Linked DNA regions of Mus musculus: regions 2 and 3 are each linked to region 1. The links are chromatin contacts, called in public Hi-C maps. All regions are on one chromosome and are shown on one strand. The core of a region is the stretch at or near the end of the contact, and the rest is flanking DNA. Distances in the headings are between cores, read along the strand shown. Region 1 overlaps Gm39697 (a long non-coding RNA gene). Region 2 overlaps Pbx1 (pre B cell leukemia homeobox 1). Region 3 overlaps Pbx1 (pre B cell leukemia homeobox 1).

Region 1 (3,091 bases), core at 252-2,751:
CATCACCTGTGCTAATATGAACTGTGTCCCCTCTGTGTATGTATGCTTGTTTGTTTTCCTTTTTTATTTTTCTTCTACGGTTTTGAGTTCCAGGTCTTATATTTGGGTCTGTGATCCAGTTTGAATGGACTGAATTTCCATCTTCTGAGTAGGATGCCGAGTCTTTCCAGCACCTTTTGCTGAACAGGGCATTGTTTTCCAATGCGTATCTCTAGCACTTCTGTTGAGTTAGTTGGCTATGAATACACAGATTCCTCTTGAGCATCCTATCCCTTTCAGTTGGTCTGTGTATCAGACTCTGTAGCTGCTCTGCTGTTTGAGTTACTGGAGCTTTGTAGTGTGTTTTGGGGTATGGTGATGTGATGGCTTGTGCTTGATCTTCTTGGTCCTTTGCTTTGGCACATTTTGAAGGAACAGGTATTGTCATGGTTTTACCTTGCTCTCTCTGGCACAATCTTCTAAGGAGGCCAGACTGAAGTTGTTCTAGAGTTAAGACTGTCAATCCTAGACTGAGGGCTGCCAAGCATGGGTGCCTTGGTTTGCCCTATGCAAGCTTCTCTGGTTAAAATGTTCAAGTCCCTTTTACTATGTCTGTGAAATCTCATCTTTGCTCATTCAAAAACTTACCTACCTCATAGAGCCTTTGTAAAGCTCACACAAAATCTCATGAGCAGAGTGCCACCTATCATACAAATATCATGGTTTCTGTTTTCTGGTTTTGTTTTGTTTTGTTTGTTTTTTGTCAAATCACTGGACATGCCAACTGTCTGCTTCCTAGAGTGTCTGAGAATGGATGAGATATGATTATTATGTGATGAGCAATTCATCACTGTAGAAAAAGCACATAAATCAGGGGACTTCATGTGTAATGAGTGAGTAAACCACGTTCTCTGTGTAAATGGTAGAAACTCTAAATATCAACACTGGGGACCTCTGATGGACTGTCAGAAGCAGTCTTTCAACAGTAAGGGGATGGCCACTTCCAGCATTGCTGCTCCAGACTCATTGTCCTGGGAAGCTGCCTTAAGCATATTAGAGAAGCCTGACACAGGTTCACAAAGTGAGCAGAGAAATTAAGAAATTAAGGATACACATCCACACACATCCGCACACACACACACACACACACACACACACACACACACACACACACACACACACACAGAGAGAGAGAGAGAGAGAGAGAGAGAGAGAGAGAGAGAGAGAGAGAGAGAGATCCTGAAGTAACTTAGCAATCAAGGCATTAACAGCCAAAAAGCTTTGCTTGTAGAGGAGTTAATGGATTTATATTATTTGTGGTTATCTGGATTTCAGATTGATACCATAAATATTCAGACTCTGAACTCAGCTGGAAGCAGCCGCCACTGACTTTTCTGTGACCTAACTGGAAACACTAAATCAGCTGTCTCCTTGACTTTCAAGGGAATGACATACCCCAAGCCCACGAGATAGCATCGCCTCGGTATTTATTGCCTCCAGAGGACCTCGGCTTAGTATGGTCTGTAACTACAGCCTCTCTTTGAATGCCAAGCCTGCTTAAGATTGCTAAATCACAAAGTTCTCTGTACTGAGTGGGAGAGAACCTTGACTGTGGGTGTAGATACAACTTAGTCCACAAAATGCACAGAGTGAACTGCTTTCCAGGGCAAGCCTCGTGACACATTATCCTCAGATTTATGTGTGTTTCCATCCATAGCTTTTTCTATTCCTTGCTCTTACCAAGGTTCTTTCTTATTTTTTTTTCTTGCTTTTAAAAAGTTCATCTGTGTGATTGAGAATCAAGGGTCTGATTCCAGATATGTTTTTCTTATTAGAATGTGGGGAGTTGCTTGTAAGTCTTTCAAGCAATGGCTGACAGGCCCTTTATGAGTTGGGCTCGAACTTCTCTGTGTCTCACTCCAGAGCTGACACAAAGATGCTCATGATAGGAAAAAAAAAGAAATGTGGCCCTCCTCCTAGGGAGGATTGTGTGGTCCTCCTCCTAGGGAGGATTGTGTGGTCCTCCTCCTAGGGAGGATTGTGTGGTCCTCCTCCTAGGGAGGATTGAGGAACCTTCCATTGGCAACAGGCTTCCTTTTGCCCCATGACAAATTGTGCTGAAGGCTTGACAACACCGAATCCATCATAAGGATTGGCCAGCTCCTTCTTTCTGTCAGCTTAACAGATGTGGCAGCAGCCACAATGTCAATAAAGGTTATGTCCTGCTTCAGAGAAAAAGGGGCCAAAACACCATTTAAGTAATTGCTTGGGGAGAAAAAAAAAACCACACACACATGCACACACACACATACAAAAAAAAACCCACAAAAAAACAAAAAAACAAGCTCTACTTGGAGGCAAGCAATTGCATTGTCAGGACAGGATTCACACATGGGCAGTATCTTCCCTTCTTTCTCTAATGAGTTGAAAGGTGGTCTTGGGGGTGATGCAGGGTGGGGGAAATGTGTGGGTCTATTACCAGGAAAATGGCTAAGACATAAGTGATGGCAAGTTGTGATTTTCCAGGTCCCATCCACACAGCATTTGGAAATCTACCAAGAATTCTTCTGTTACCATTTGACCCAGCTATAACACACCCCAGATGTCATAAAACTTCCTTTGAGGGTTTGACATGAAGCAGGGGGGAAGGGAAGGAGCCATCCCTGAGGAAACTCAACACAATGTGGCACTTGTTTTATTTTTCCAGTATTTTTAAATCCAGAATTTCACATAATACTATTTTTGCTGTAGCCCATGATTAGGCACTCTGGATATCTTAATCCTGGTCCAAGGAACAAAAGGTTCCAGAGGAGAAAGAATAAGAGGAAAGAGACACAGCATAAGGGAGTTGGAATGGCTGGGATAAATATGTGTGGATGCCGAGTGGTAAGTCATGAAAGAGCTCAGGAACAGTGACCATGGCAGTGTCTCTCAGCTGGAGCACAGTCCGGCTGCCATGCTAAGGTCCCCAGGATGACCCAGCACTCTCCTAGGCAACTCTGAATAGGAAAATAGCAGGAGCAAATTTACATTCCTGACAAATTCATTCGGATACCTGTGTGAAATTTGGATTAGAGATGAAGAACAGAAGCAGGGAGACCAGATAGAATGG
Region 2 (3,072 bases), core at 323-2,822, 920 kb after region 1:
ACATTGTCCTATGAACCCCAAGTCTTTCCTACAAAAGACTTTTCTAGATTTTTTTTCTCCCTTTGTAATCTTATGGAAAATAGCGGCCTGAGATAGAAGCTTAATTTTTCTGTTAAGGAAAAGCTCATTTTAATTTGAGCACCGCAAAACATGTTAAAAATTGTAAGTTTTCTTTCTTTCTTTCTTTCTTTCTTTCTTTCTTTCTTTCTTTCTTTCTTTCTTTCTTTCTTTCTTTCTTTTTTTCTTTTCTGAGAGATAATTTACAGGTTTGTGTCTAGAGAGGCTGTGCACATATGCTCTAACTTGCAGTTTCTTGCTCTCTGCTGCGATTTTTAAAAAGATGCACTTGGCTTCAAGATCTCAAGATAGCCTAATGTCACCTACAGGGTTATGGTAGTGCATGACATCAATTGTATAGTTCAAGATAGGAGTTTATGTAGTGGGAAAATCACTGCTGTAGATTTGACTCACGAGAGGGAAACAGATTGGATAATTCCTGGTGTATTTCTTGGCTCACTAAGTTCAAGGCTTAAGGGGAAATGGAGGACGGAAATGTGGGTAACATACATTATGATTCTGTGTACAAAGATACATCTGCGTTTAGGCTTTTGATATGTAAACCAAAAGGATGCACTGTGGGATTGAGAGAGTTTCTAACACAGTCAACAGCAACGTGAAAGTCATATGATCCAAACGTCAGTGTTTAAATCTGGGTAACGACCGTCTCAGTGAGAATCGAGCTTTGATATTATATGCCAGAACTTATTGATGTGTTCAACTATCTTAGCTCTGCTACACAGTGCCACAGTGCGAAGTGTAGGTAATTTGAAGCTCAGGGTGTAGAGGATTACTTAGCAGTCAAGGCGAACAATTCTTTCTAGGATCCTGTCTAAGATGGCAGAGTCCACTGCCCCCCACGCCCCACGCCCCCCCGAACTAAGAGTTTGGTAGAGGAATATATATAAGATATATTGGTTCAGGAACACAGAACATGGTAGAAGGTATGTACCATGATGTTGATGGGATGGCCAAGACTTTAAAAGGTCAAGTTCACAAAGGATAGAGAAGAAAAGCCAGGAAATGCTGTAATTTTCACACAGTTCTCACGATGGGAAAGTTTTGAAGTAAAAAGCCTTTCGGAAGATAATGTTTGAGCCCCAATATCGAAGCCTGAACTTATTCACTGAAGATTCATATTTTTAATTAACGACTAAAGTTTGACCAAATTAGGAATACTCAAAGGGCTGATCAAAAGAAGATAAACAGCAGCCAGCCACCCCGAAGTCACCTTTGAACTTTGAAAATCTGCTGTTATCTTACCGGCCCTTTTAATCATAGAAACTATATTACCGTTTAGCGTGCTTGGCCAGTGAAGTCAGCATGCCCCACCTGTTGTCGATTGAGTGTTGAGGGGGAGAGAAAGGTTTCGTGAGAGGCGTTTGCCAAGCTCATTGAAGCCTTGTTTTTGTAACCTCTAAGTCATGCTCTTCGTATTCCATAACCCAGCACATTTCCATTAGGGTGACCACACTAGGTTGCGTTGACCCGGGAAGACTTGCTGGGCTTTGTCAAGCACCAGGCTGATTCACGCTGCAACGCAAGGCCATAGTTAGCTTCTCTGTGGGCTGCCCATGGTGAACCTTCCAATCTGATAGGATCCAGTAAATATTCGGAGCTTTTTTTAGTGTTTCTCACTAAAACATTTTTACTGTTGTGATTGAACGCTGTAGGCCATGGCTTTGGAGATAATTAGACTTCAGGGGAGGCAGAACAATGGAAAGTATCTGAATTTTCACTTACAGACGAGTGTTCTCCAAACCTTCCAGTGGTCCCTGAACATCCTTGACCATCTCCAGCTCCTGGTCGCATGGCACTGTACATCTTACAACAGTTTTTCTTGAGTCCTCTGATTTTACCATCTCAAACCTTCATCATTTTCTTCCCTCGACGAGTCTCTGATCTGTGAGTTGGAGCCTTGCGTTCACAAAACGCTGTTGGTTATTTTTACCACTTCGGTGGCCGCTTCAGACAACCGCCGTTTTCCTTGTTCATTATTGCTTAAATATATCAATGCATGGTGTCACAGCTTATGGCTAATAAAACTCCCACTCTGAGCGACTGCAGTGTGGCTTCGTGGGAACTGACATCCTGAGCTGCAGGCGGGCTCTGGACAGGCAGGTTTCCTATGTGACCTGATGCCAGGGATTGATTCTGGCTCTGCCGAGAGAGGAGGCCATAGGAGAGATGATGCAAGGTCCCTGCTTAATTGTCCCTGGCACAGGCTGGGAGGAAGGTGATTGCTGGTGCTAGTGGTTGCATGGAAGCCTGCTTGCTCATACTGCCTGCCTTTTTTCTCTATCGATATACCACAGCCTTGCTGGAACTTCTATACTTGGCCAGTCAAGGGACTATGCATGACAGTCAAGGGAGTTCTAATACATAATTAGACAGTGCCTTCTAAAGTGTGGTAGTAGATTATGTCCCTACCCCTTAATACCAGTAAGCAGGAAGCTTGAAACGAAGATCTTTTGTAGGCAGTCAATCCTATAGGAATATATTAAGTACCTACTGTGTTCTCTGGGCACTGTACCTAGCATACAGTAGGTACTCAGTCAGGGCCAGGCCTAATGCAAGTGAAGAGAAAGTAAAGTTTTAAAGCGGAGCAGCTAAAACCTCTGCTCAGCAGCAGCTAGGATAATGTACACTGGATGTGAAAGCGACGGCAGGCCCAGTCTCTCCATTCTGAGTAATTGACTATATGCATAAAAAAAAAAAACCAACAACAACAACAAAAAAAAAACAACCCATGTGGCTTATAGGCTTTTGTTTAATGTTTTTCATACCACAATACATTAATTTTCATAGAGAGCATCAGTTCAGTGTAACTTGCCGTGTAACTTCACAGGGGAGAGGATGGTGACAGAGGAAACCATTATGCAGGCCACCAGTTATAGCTTGATTTGGCTGAGCCCAAATACCAGAACCATCTAGCAAAAACCACACCTAAGATGGTCCATGCCAAGCCCTGCCTTGATATGTGGCACTGAGACAGGGTTGGTTGGTTGGTTTTGC
Region 3 (2,863 bases), core at 27-2,526, 980 kb after region 1:
TGAAGCACAATGTCTGCAAGGATGTGGGAGGTGGCCCCTTCAACTCCACATTGAGTCTTGTCCTACCCAATTATGACAGATCTGGAAGGATTCAAGAGAAGAACAACTATCTCATCAGATGAAGAATAATTATTTTAGAAATGAGGAAGGTAGGACTCATGGCTCCATCAGGAAAGTGCCTGCTATATGAGCAAGAACATCTATGGTTGTATCCATAGTGCCCGTGTAAAACGTCATCTGGCCACACATCCGTAAACCCATCCCTGGGGAAGCAGAGTCAGGGAGGAGGCCCCTAAAGCTCTTTAGCCAGTGAGAGAGACTTAGTCTTAAGAAACGAAGGGCAAAGCAATGGAGGAAGGTACCGGACTTTAACCTTTGGCCTCTCCAGACACAGATACTTGTATACATACCAACATGCGCATCCCACACCAGCACATACACAAACTGCACACACCCATAAAGAAGAATTCTTATCCCGTAAAAGAGAAAGAGTAGGTGATACGTAACAGCTTTGATTTGGCCCTCACAGAGAGGAATCAGCTTCATCAGGAGCAGTCTCAATAGGACAGGATTTGTTCAGTGAGTAGAAGCATCAGAGAAGTGGACTTCTGGTCCCACTCTAAAACTGAAGGTTTCACGTCATTAGAGAGCCTCATACATGGCTTGGCTAGTATCTTGGTAAGGACACGGTTAAAGTAAGTCAGTCACTAGGTAGGAGTTTTTTGGGGGGGTGACATCTATTGCTACTTACAGTTAAGAATTCTCTCTCTCCTATTTTCAGGCAGAATCTCGCCTGAGTTCATATCTTAACTACCGATCTGTCTTTGCGAAGGAAGGCAAGGTCAGCCTGTCTTGTTGAACATACTTACAACAGTCATGCCATTTTTCTAGAAAGGTCCAGAGAGAGGATTCTCTCCATACTGTGCCTATGATCACACTCATCGTTGTTATTAGTGTATTAGTGTTGGCACGCTGGGCACCCTGCTCAGGAGAGCACAAGGCCCTCTCAAAGAGTCCCAGTAAAGGAAGAAGCCGGCTGGCTAGGGAATTAACTGCACTTGCATCTGGGTATGGCTGAGCGTTTCTGAGATACTAGGCTTCTCCAGAAATGATTTTGTGCATTAAATGAAAGAGAAGAATATGAAGAATGTATAAGAAGTGGGAACAAAAATATAGGTGTCTGGAAAAAAAAAACCTGAAGGAAGTCTTTATGAGTCAGTACAAAGTGGGCCTGACAGTTTCTTATTTGGCATATTTTTAATCCCTAACTGCAGTACTATAGTAAGCAGTGCTTGATGGGGGCGTCTTCCAGTATTGACCCTTCTGCATCTGGTGGGCTGGAAATCATTTCTGAGATAGTGTAACAAACATGTGCAGACAATTATGTCTGATTACATAACCTCAGCACCCCCCACAAAAAAAGGGGACTAGAAACACCATTTGAGCCACTCATGTGAATTCATTTTTTTTCCTGTAAATTGTAATAACTTCATTTCTGAGTCTTTAATATACAGGCTGAGTGCATCAAAGGACAGTGGTCCTATGGTACGTTGCTTCGGTGTCAATTTTTAAATGGCCCACCTACAGGAGACGAAGCATGTTGTGGCAAGATGTATTTTTAGATGGTGGTATTAGAAGCTAAGGCCTAGGCATACACAGAGTAGGCTTCTAACTGCCAAGATAGAGAAAGAGAAAAAGGGAGGAGACTCAAGAGGAGACAGGGACAGGAATGAAAGATCTGAGCCAAAAAGCAAAAATAAACAATCCCTACACCCAAAGCAGCAATGGAACTCCCAGCTGGGGTCTGGGTAGTCTCTCATTTGATGGAGGACATTTTCTGGGCACGATGCAGCCGCTTCCTGGCTGGGTTTCCACAGCGCCCATGTCTTATCCAGCTGCTGTCTATTTTTAAGTCGTGTAAAGTGTGGACCGCTGGCCTTGAGCTGAGCTCAGAGCAATGGGATTATAAAGTTCTGGAGGTAGGGTCCTATGATGGGATGCTAGAGAGATGACGGCCTGTCTCAGTAATCCCAGGCATGCTTTGGGGGAAATGAGGAGACAAGTAGAAAAAGGATGGGCTCAGCGTATGTTATTTCACATGAATATGTGTGAAGTGCTTCAAGTGTTAATTTTCTAGTTTGATCTTTTTTTTTCTCCTCTTTATGAACAGTTTTCACTGAGTATTTCTTATTGAGGGTAGGATAGGGCACTGTTCTGATGCAAAGACATGGATTTGAAATGGACTCAGAATTACACAAGACCTCAAGACCCCCCTGTTACCCACCATGAATGGTAAACGTCACTTCTTCAAACATTTTGTGTTTTCATATGACCACAGACAATTCTTAATACACATAGAGAGATTCTAACTAGCTCAGGGAGAATATTTCATTTCTCTGCCAGTTAGACATTCTTGAAGAAGGCCAAACTACGAGAGTCTTTCTTTCCTTCGCCCCTGCCACCGTCCTGATTCTGGAAGTCATTCATTAAGTAGGGCTCTGCACCAGGCTCCCGCTGCTGCTGTCTTCTGTTCGTCTCCTCTCTTGCAAATCCCCACAGAAGCCCTCCGGTGCCATTCTTTGCTGGGAAATCATTAGCAGTCTTGATTCCCTGCCTAAGCAGCCCGAACTCTGAGGCCACATACAAGAGTTTGCATATCTGTTGGTCCAGCCTACCCGTCCTTAAACTCTGGCTTCCAAATCCAGTGACCTTTAATTGGTTACATCTTTAATCCTCCCCTCCTATGTCCGTGCTCCACGTGAATGCCTGGTGCCCCTGAAGACAGTGCTTCTCAGTGGCCTCAGTTGTCCCTCTAACCCCTTCTCTCTGTCACCCACATGGGCGTCCCTTCATTCCCACACTA

Evidence for each region. A called contact is a pair of places that touch in the nucleus more often than the background predicts.
Region 2: a contact with region 1 is called in a Hi-C map of uterus. The contact joins two enhancer-like sites. A contact is called at or near these places in 2 of 484 Hi-C or Micro-C datasets (both in uterus) and 2 of 115 datasets of contacts at active chromatin or transcription factors (astrocytes and embryonic basal ganglia).
Region 3: a contact with region 1 is called in a Hi-C map of uterus, with 5 times the contacts expected there. The contact joins two enhancer-like sites. A contact is called at or near these places in 2 of 484 Hi-C or Micro-C datasets (both in uterus).

Annotation. Positions count from the first base shown.
Region 1 is chr1:169,159,436-169,162,526 of GRCm38.p6, reverse strand. The region is part of intron 2 of Gm39697 (a long non-coding RNA gene); the gene reads left to right. Among named protein-coding and RNA genes, the nearest start is that of Gm39697, 12 kb to the left of the region's middle. Within about 2 kb of position 1,501, at least 10 of the 459 cell types and tissues checked have an H3K27ac peak or open chromatin away from gene starts, as enhancers often do. A contact at or near this core is called in uterus, where this site is marked.
Region 2 is chr1:168,242,426-168,245,497 of GRCm38.p6, reverse strand. All of the region lies in intron 2 of Pbx1 (pre B cell leukemia homeobox 1), which reads left to right. Among named protein-coding and RNA genes, the nearest start is that of Gm51671, 100 kb to the left of the region's middle. Within about 2 kb of position 1,572, at least 19 of the 459 cell types and tissues checked have an H3K27ac peak or open chromatin away from gene starts, as enhancers often do. A contact at or near this core is called in uterus, where this site is marked.
Region 3 is chr1:168,179,739-168,182,601 of GRCm38.p6, reverse strand. The region is part of intron 8 of Pbx1 (pre B cell leukemia homeobox 1); the gene reads left to right. Among named protein-coding and RNA genes, the nearest start is that of Gm51671, 160 kb to the left of the region's middle. Within about 2 kb of position 1,276, at least 33 of the 459 cell types and tissues checked have an H3K27ac peak or open chromatin away from gene starts, as enhancers often do. A contact at or near this core is called in uterus, where this site is marked.